Regions from separate parts of the Rattus norvegicus genome. Here region 1 is linked to region 2. Evidence: chromatin contacts called from public Hi-C data. All regions are on one chromosome and are shown on one strand. The core of a region is the stretch at or near the end of the contact, and the rest is flanking DNA. Distances in the headings are between cores, read along the strand shown.

Evidence for each region. A called contact is a pair of places that touch in the nucleus more often than the background predicts.
Region 1: a contact with region 2 is called in a Hi-C map of Schwann cells, with 6 times the contacts expected there. The contact joins the enhancer-like site here to the promoter of Foxc2 in region 2. A contact is called at or near these places in 12 of 12 Hi-C or Micro-C datasets (the A7r5 cell line, the Rat2 cell line, Schwann cells and 7 more) and 1 of 1 datasets of contacts at active chromatin or transcription factors (oligodendrocytes).

The regions. Positions count from the first base shown.
Region 1 is chr19:66,498,762-66,502,293 of GRCr8, forward strand. No RefSeq gene overlaps it. Among named protein-coding and RNA genes, the nearest start is that of C19h16orf95, 26 kb to the right of the region's middle. Within about 2 kb of position 1,305, at least 5 of the 93 cell types and tissues checked have an H3K27ac peak or open chromatin away from gene starts, as enhancers often do. A contact at or near this core is called in Schwann cells, where this site is marked.
Region 2 is chr19:66,093,440-66,096,512 of GRCr8, forward strand. It overlaps Foxc2 (forkhead box C2), which reads left to right and starts at 1,279. Exons shown (of 1, transcript NM_001101680.1): 1 at 1,279-3,073. The coding sequence starts at 1,694.

The sequences.
Region 1 (3,532 bases), core at 55-2,554, 410 kb after region 2:
TCACATATACAAATACATACATATACCACACACAAATACATACATACACTTCTCATATACAAACACATACATACACTTCTCATATACAAACACATACATACACCTCACATATACAAACACATACATACACCTCACATATACAAACACATACATACACCTTACATATACAAATACATACATATACCACACATACATACATATACCACACACACATACAAACACATACATATACCACACATACACACATACCACACACACACATAAACACATATATATATCACACATACAGAAACACATACATATACCACACATATACAAACACATACACCACATACAGAAACACATCTATATGCCACACATACACAAACACACACATAACACAGTACACAAACACATACATATACCACACACACACACACACACACAAACATACACATATCACACATATACAAAATTACTCCAGGGGTTGGGGATTTGGCTCAGTGGTAGAGCGCTTACCTAGGAAGCGCAAGGTCCTGGGTTCGGTCCCCAGCCCCGAAAAAAAAAGAAAAAGAAAAAAATTACTCCAGTCCAGGAAAAATATCAACAAAGACAACCTTTGTCTGAAAATGCCATATAAAATCCAATGTTTCATCTGTACTTACAGGGAGAGGAACACAAGCCCGTGTGTGGAGGTCAGAGGACAACTTCAGGGGGTCAGCTTGTCAGCAAGTGTCTTTACTTGATGGAGCCATCTCCCTTATCCTACATGCTAATTTAAAAGTCAAAAATTGAGAGAGAGAGAAGAAAAGAAACTTTAACAGGGAGATGGCAGTTGCCATGAGTGGTGGAATCAGTCAGGCCACTGGAACAAAGACAGAACAAACATGGAGTCTGCAGCTCCCACACTGGTAACAGGCATGGCGGGACTCTTGGAATGAGAGAAAAGATATTTGTACTGCACTGAAAACCAAGAAGGCAGCGTGTCGAACAAGGCTCCTTCACGTGTGTGCAGGAAGGCCCTGCGATCACAGACACACGGGAGTGTGTCACAAATAGCCCTTCACAGCTGCTGAAGAAATGAGGGAGATCAGCTGGGGGGTGTGGGGGCTCTTGCTGTGAACCTGAGGTGCAGCCAGGGGGAGGGGACATCTGGGATTACAGACTGTCACTTGAGCGGAGAGCCAGGAAACACTCCGCGTGCCTGCCACTCTGATTTTACACTCCAGACCCCTGAACAAAAGCCACACTGTGAGGTGCTTGGCGGGGGCTGCAGAGGGCAGGGCTGCCGGGTCCCTCTCACGTTAAGGACTTCCGGGTGTTGACTAAACCTGTGAGTGTTCCAGGCTCCGCCTCCTCCTGGCTGCCAGAAGCTGGGGTCCTGCTCAGGGACAGTGTGCCTGTGCCTCACCTGGAGACGTTCCTGGCCCCCAGTACTGCCCCTACAGTCTGGTACTGTCCCTGGTAAACCTACAGTTGACATCTGCCTCCCAATAGAAAGCCAAACAGCAAGCAGTCCGAAGACACACACACACGTATCTGCATGTGTGTGCATACATGTGCATATGCGTGCGTGCCTGTCTGTATACACACGTACGGGTATATGTAAGTTCAGAGCTAGATCCAAAGCCCCCCCCCCGCCCAGGATAGCAGTCAACGCCACAGCTGACCATCCAGGAGAAGCCAGGGGAAGCCACAAGCTACAGAGGCCCAGAGCCCCCTGCACTGATTTACAGAGTTTACCCAGCAGCTTCCAGAATGATCCACCTGGCCCTCCAGATACAGCCCTGGAGATTCCACAGATCTAGCCTTCTACTGGGGTCTGAGGTCCTAGTGAGAAAGAGTAGGAGCCTAGGGAATGAGCATAAAGGCAGCTGGGTCCGGCCACCTCCTCACAGTAAAGGTAGCCACCACAGGAGGCCTCCGTACCAGCAAGGATGAGCAGAAGCTAGAGAGAAGCAGAAGTAGGGGAAATCAAGTCAGGAGTGGGTCTCAAGGAGGCCTAAGCAGCCAGGGGTCCCTTGAAATGGATGACTGCTCCCAGACCTGATCTCTCAAACAGGAAACCGCAGGGATAACCTGGATGCGGTATTTCAGGGAGTGTGTGTCTGGAGCTGTGTACTCGGTCCTTGCTGGACGGGTTCCCTGGGACAGGGTAACACCGACCCTGGTGCGAAGTCACTCTAGAAGCACAGCAGCCAGGAATCAGAGAGTGAGTGTGTCCTTTCTCACGCAGGTGTCCACTGCCTCTCTTCCCCTGAATGGCCCTCCTCTGGCCCCTGGCTGGGTCTCTCCTCCTCTCTACCTTTGCCTGGGCTGTCCCTCTGCTCACCGTGCCCCTTCCAGACGCTCAGAAAGAATCCTCTATGTCCTTATGTGAGATCCTCCCTCAGATTTCTCTGTCTGTGACCTAGAGGGAACCCTCAAAAACAGCCATGATGCCCTCTCCCCTCAGGCCCTCAAGGAGGGTCCAGCCTGAGTAACCTGGGTGTGTCAGAGCTCTTCACGCACCTGGCTGCAGCCCCCGTGAAACCTGCAGCCATGGAGCAGGCATGGCTGAGCTCTTGATACCCAGACTCCTGCATCTGCCTTTGAGGGTAGGAAACCAGGGCGTGTCTGAAGCTTGGGTACCAGGCTGTGCACCTGCGGTGTGCTCCAGAAGTGTTTCAGGGTCTCTAAGGGACAGAAAGCCTGGGTGAGGGACTCAAGCTGGGGCATCGATCAGTGTCCAGCCTGAGCCTTCCCACAGGTACCCAGCCAAGAGCTGACCAAGAACTGAACAAAAGTTTCTTCTAAATCAAACGGGCCTCAGGACTTAGTGCACAGCCCCGGGCAGAGACCTGAACTCATTTCTATTTTTTTTTCCCCCTTCCACGATACTGGCCCAAAGCTCCATCACTTCCTCTTGCAGCTCGGGGATAAACCTTCTCTGAGTCCTCTAGCTGGGTCCATAAAGCGGGAGACAGTGCCACCTTCTGGAGGTCAGGTGCAGAACAGCAACGTCTAGCCTGATGCGACCAAGTAGCAGAAATCCCTTGGCTGGCCTTGAGAGCAGAGCTACTAGCCCTAGTAGCTCTATACTAGGTACAGAGTAAACAGTATACAGAGTAGACGTATACTAGGACAGAATATACAGTAAAATTATAGACATATACTAGGACAAAGTATACAGTTTACATTATAGACCTATACTAGGACAAATATACAGTATACAGTATAGACATATACTAGGACAGAGTATACAGTGTAGCTGTATATTAGCATAGAGCATACAGTATACAGCGTAGACGTATACTAGGACAGAATATACAGTAAAATTATAGACATATACTAGGACAAAGTATACAGCTTACATTATAGACATATACTAGGACAGAATATACAGCTTACATATAGACATATACTAGGACAGAGTGTACAGTATACAGTATAGCTGTATACTAGGACAGAGTATACAGTATCAGTATAGCTTATAGTAGGACAGAGTATACAGTATAGACATATACTAGGACAGAGTATACAGTATAGCCGTATACTAGGACAGAATATACAG
Region 2 (3,073 bases), core at 29-2,528:
AGGTGTTGAAGGAATAAATAACCAGTCCACAAATAAACAAACTGTCCCGGGGATTCCTAGAGGGAAGGAGCAAGCTTGAAGGTCGGGGGAACTCGGTGTCGCTGTGCGGCAAGGCTGCCAACGAAAAAATCCTTCAGCTACCAGGCCCTCTAAGGAGCTCTTGATCCTCAACTCACCTAATCAAAACTCAGTCAAACAAACAGCCTGAACTATGGTCAATTTACGGGATCCCAAAGATGCTGGCCGCAGAGTGGGATCCTCGTTGGGCCCAGCACTGGCTAAGGAAGCGGGTCGGAAGCCACGCAGTGCCGCACTCCTTTGCGTCTCCAGCGGCGAAGCCGGGGTGGAAGGCAGGCCTGGGGCTCCCAACACCGAACGGGAACACCAGCTCCTGGGGGCTGGCTGCCTTTAGGCAGCGCTTTCATAGGTACGGAGAAGAGAGAGCAGCCGGAACGGGTGGCATGGGTGGGGAGAGGAGACCAGGAAAGCAATTGTTAGGTTCACTCGCTTCCCCGAGCCCCAGGTAATGGACTGGAGACGCAGATCGATCACCTAAGCCTCAGTGAAGAGCGAGGACCAATTGCTCCTTAGCTGTTATCTTGCTGGCTTGGCTTTCCCACCAAACCTTCCTTCCCAGCCCGACCCCCTCGTGAAGGCGAGTGCAACCGAATTCTACAACCCGGCCTCCTTTGTGGGCTCATCCTCAACACTCCGACCTGGAAACGTCCTTAGGATTATTCACCACTGCGATCAACAGGCCCCACACACTCAGTCCATTTGCTCTGAACCCATTACAACTAGGCCTCGATAATTAATAAGTCTAATTATTCGCCTTTTCACCCAATAATTAAAGAAAAAATCTCCAGGCTCTTTCTTACTTACAAGGTCTTGGGGGCAGATCTTCGCCCAACTTCCATCAATTCAATTTTGTATTTCAAACTAATCATCTTTTTGTTTTGCAAAGGAACGGGTTTTTATTTTTTGCTCTGGGCACGTGGTCTCGTTAAACAAAATGTGATAATAAAATAAAATTTAATAAGATGTAACTCATTTTTAAAAGTCCTCAGGTTAACTTGAGCTGGGGTTGGGGGGGGCAAGCTGGCTAAGAGCAGCTGGGTCTTAGAGCCGACGGATTCAGGCGCTCCTCGTTCTGATTGGTGCCATCCTTCCTAGAGCTGCCAGATGATTGGTGCAAACTTCCTGGAGGGGGCGCGGCCTGAAGAAAGTAAAAACTCGCTTTGAGCCAGAAGACTTTTGAAACTTTTCCCAATCCCTAAAAGGGACTTCGCTTCTTTTTCCGGGCTCGGCCGCGCAGCCTCTCCGGATCCCAGCTCGCGGACACTGTGGGCTGCCGTTCTCCTGGCGGAGCCCCGAGAGCCGCTGTCTCCTTTTCTAGCACTCCGAAGGGCTGGTCTAGCTCCACGGTCGCGCGTGGCGTCTGTGCCGCCAGCTCAGGGCTTCCATCCGCCGGTCCGAGAGCGCGCGGCCAGCCGGGCCGCCCGGGGTGCGCCCTCCAGGATGCTGATCCGCCCGGTCGGCTGAACCCGAGCGCCAGCGCGCGTGGCCCGCGAGGCTGCCCCGAGCCAGGGCTGCCCGCATCGCTCCGTCCCTTCCTGCTCTCTTGCTCCGGGCCTCGCTCCCCGCGGGCCGCAGTCGGTGCGCGCAGGCGGCGGCCGGGCGTCTGGGACGCAGCATGCAGGCGCGCTACTCGGTGTCGGACCCCAACGCCCTGGGAGTGGTACCCTACTTGAGCGAGCAAAACTACTACCGGGCGGCGGGCAGCTACGGCGGCATGGCCAGCCCCATGGGCGTCTACTCCGGCCACCCGGAGCAGTACGGCGCCGGCATGGGCCGCTCTTACGCGCCCTACCACCACCAGCCCGCGGCGCCCAAGGACCTGGTGAAGCCGCCCTACAGCTACATAGCGCTCATCACCATGGCGATCCAGAACGCGCCGGAGAAGAAGATCACCCTGAACGGCATCTACCAGTTCATCATGGACCGTTTTCCCTTCTACCGCGAGAACAAGCAGGGCTGGCAGAACAGCATCCGCCACAACCTGTCGCTCAACGAGTGCTTCGTGAAGGTGCCGCGCGATGACAAGAAGCCAGGCAAAGGTAGCTACTGGACGCTCGACCCGGACTCCTACAATATGTTCGAGAACGGCAGCTTCCTGCGGCGGCGGCGGCGCTTCAAGAAGAAGGACGTGCCCAAGGATAAGGAGGAGCGGGCCCACCTCAAGGAGCCGCCCCCTGCCTCGGCCAAAGGCGCCCCGACAGGGACCCCGGTAGCTGACGGGCCCAAGGAGGCCGAGAAGAAAGTGGTGGTCAAGAGCGAGGCGGCGTCACCCGCGCTGCCGGTCATCACCAAGGTGGAGACGCTGAGTCCCGAGGGCGCGCTGCAAGCCAGTCCCCGCAGCTCAGCCTCCACGCCTGCCGGCTCCCCAGACGGCTCGCTGCCGGAGCACCACGCCGCCGCGCCCAACGGGCTGCCCGGCTTCAGCGTGGAGACCATCATGACGCTGCGCACGTCGCCTCCGGGCGGCGATCTGAGCCCAGCGGCCGCGCGCGCCGGCCTGGTGGTGCCACCGCTGGCGCTGCCATACGCCGCAGCTCCACCAGCCGCTTACGCACAGCCGTGCGCGCAGGGCCTGGAGGCTGCGGGCTCCGCGGGCTACCAGTGCAGCATGCGGGCTATGAGTCTGTACACCGGGGCCGAGCGGCCTGCGCACGTGTGCGTTCCGCCCGCGCTGGACGAGGCTCTGTCGGACCACCCGAGCGGCCCCGGCTCCCCGCTCGGCGCCCTCAACCTCGCAGCGGGTCAGGAGGGTGCGTTGGGGGCCTCGGGCCACCACCACCAGCATCACAGTCACCTCCACCCGCAGGCGCCGCCGCCCGCCCCGCAGCCCCCTCCCGCGCCGCAGCCCGCCACCCAGGCCACCTCCTGGTATCTGAACCACGGCGGGGACCTGAGCCACCTCCCCGGCCACACGTTCGCGACCCAACAGCAAACTTTCCCCAATGTCCGGGAGATGTTCAACTCGCACCGGCTAGGACTGGACAACTCGACCCTC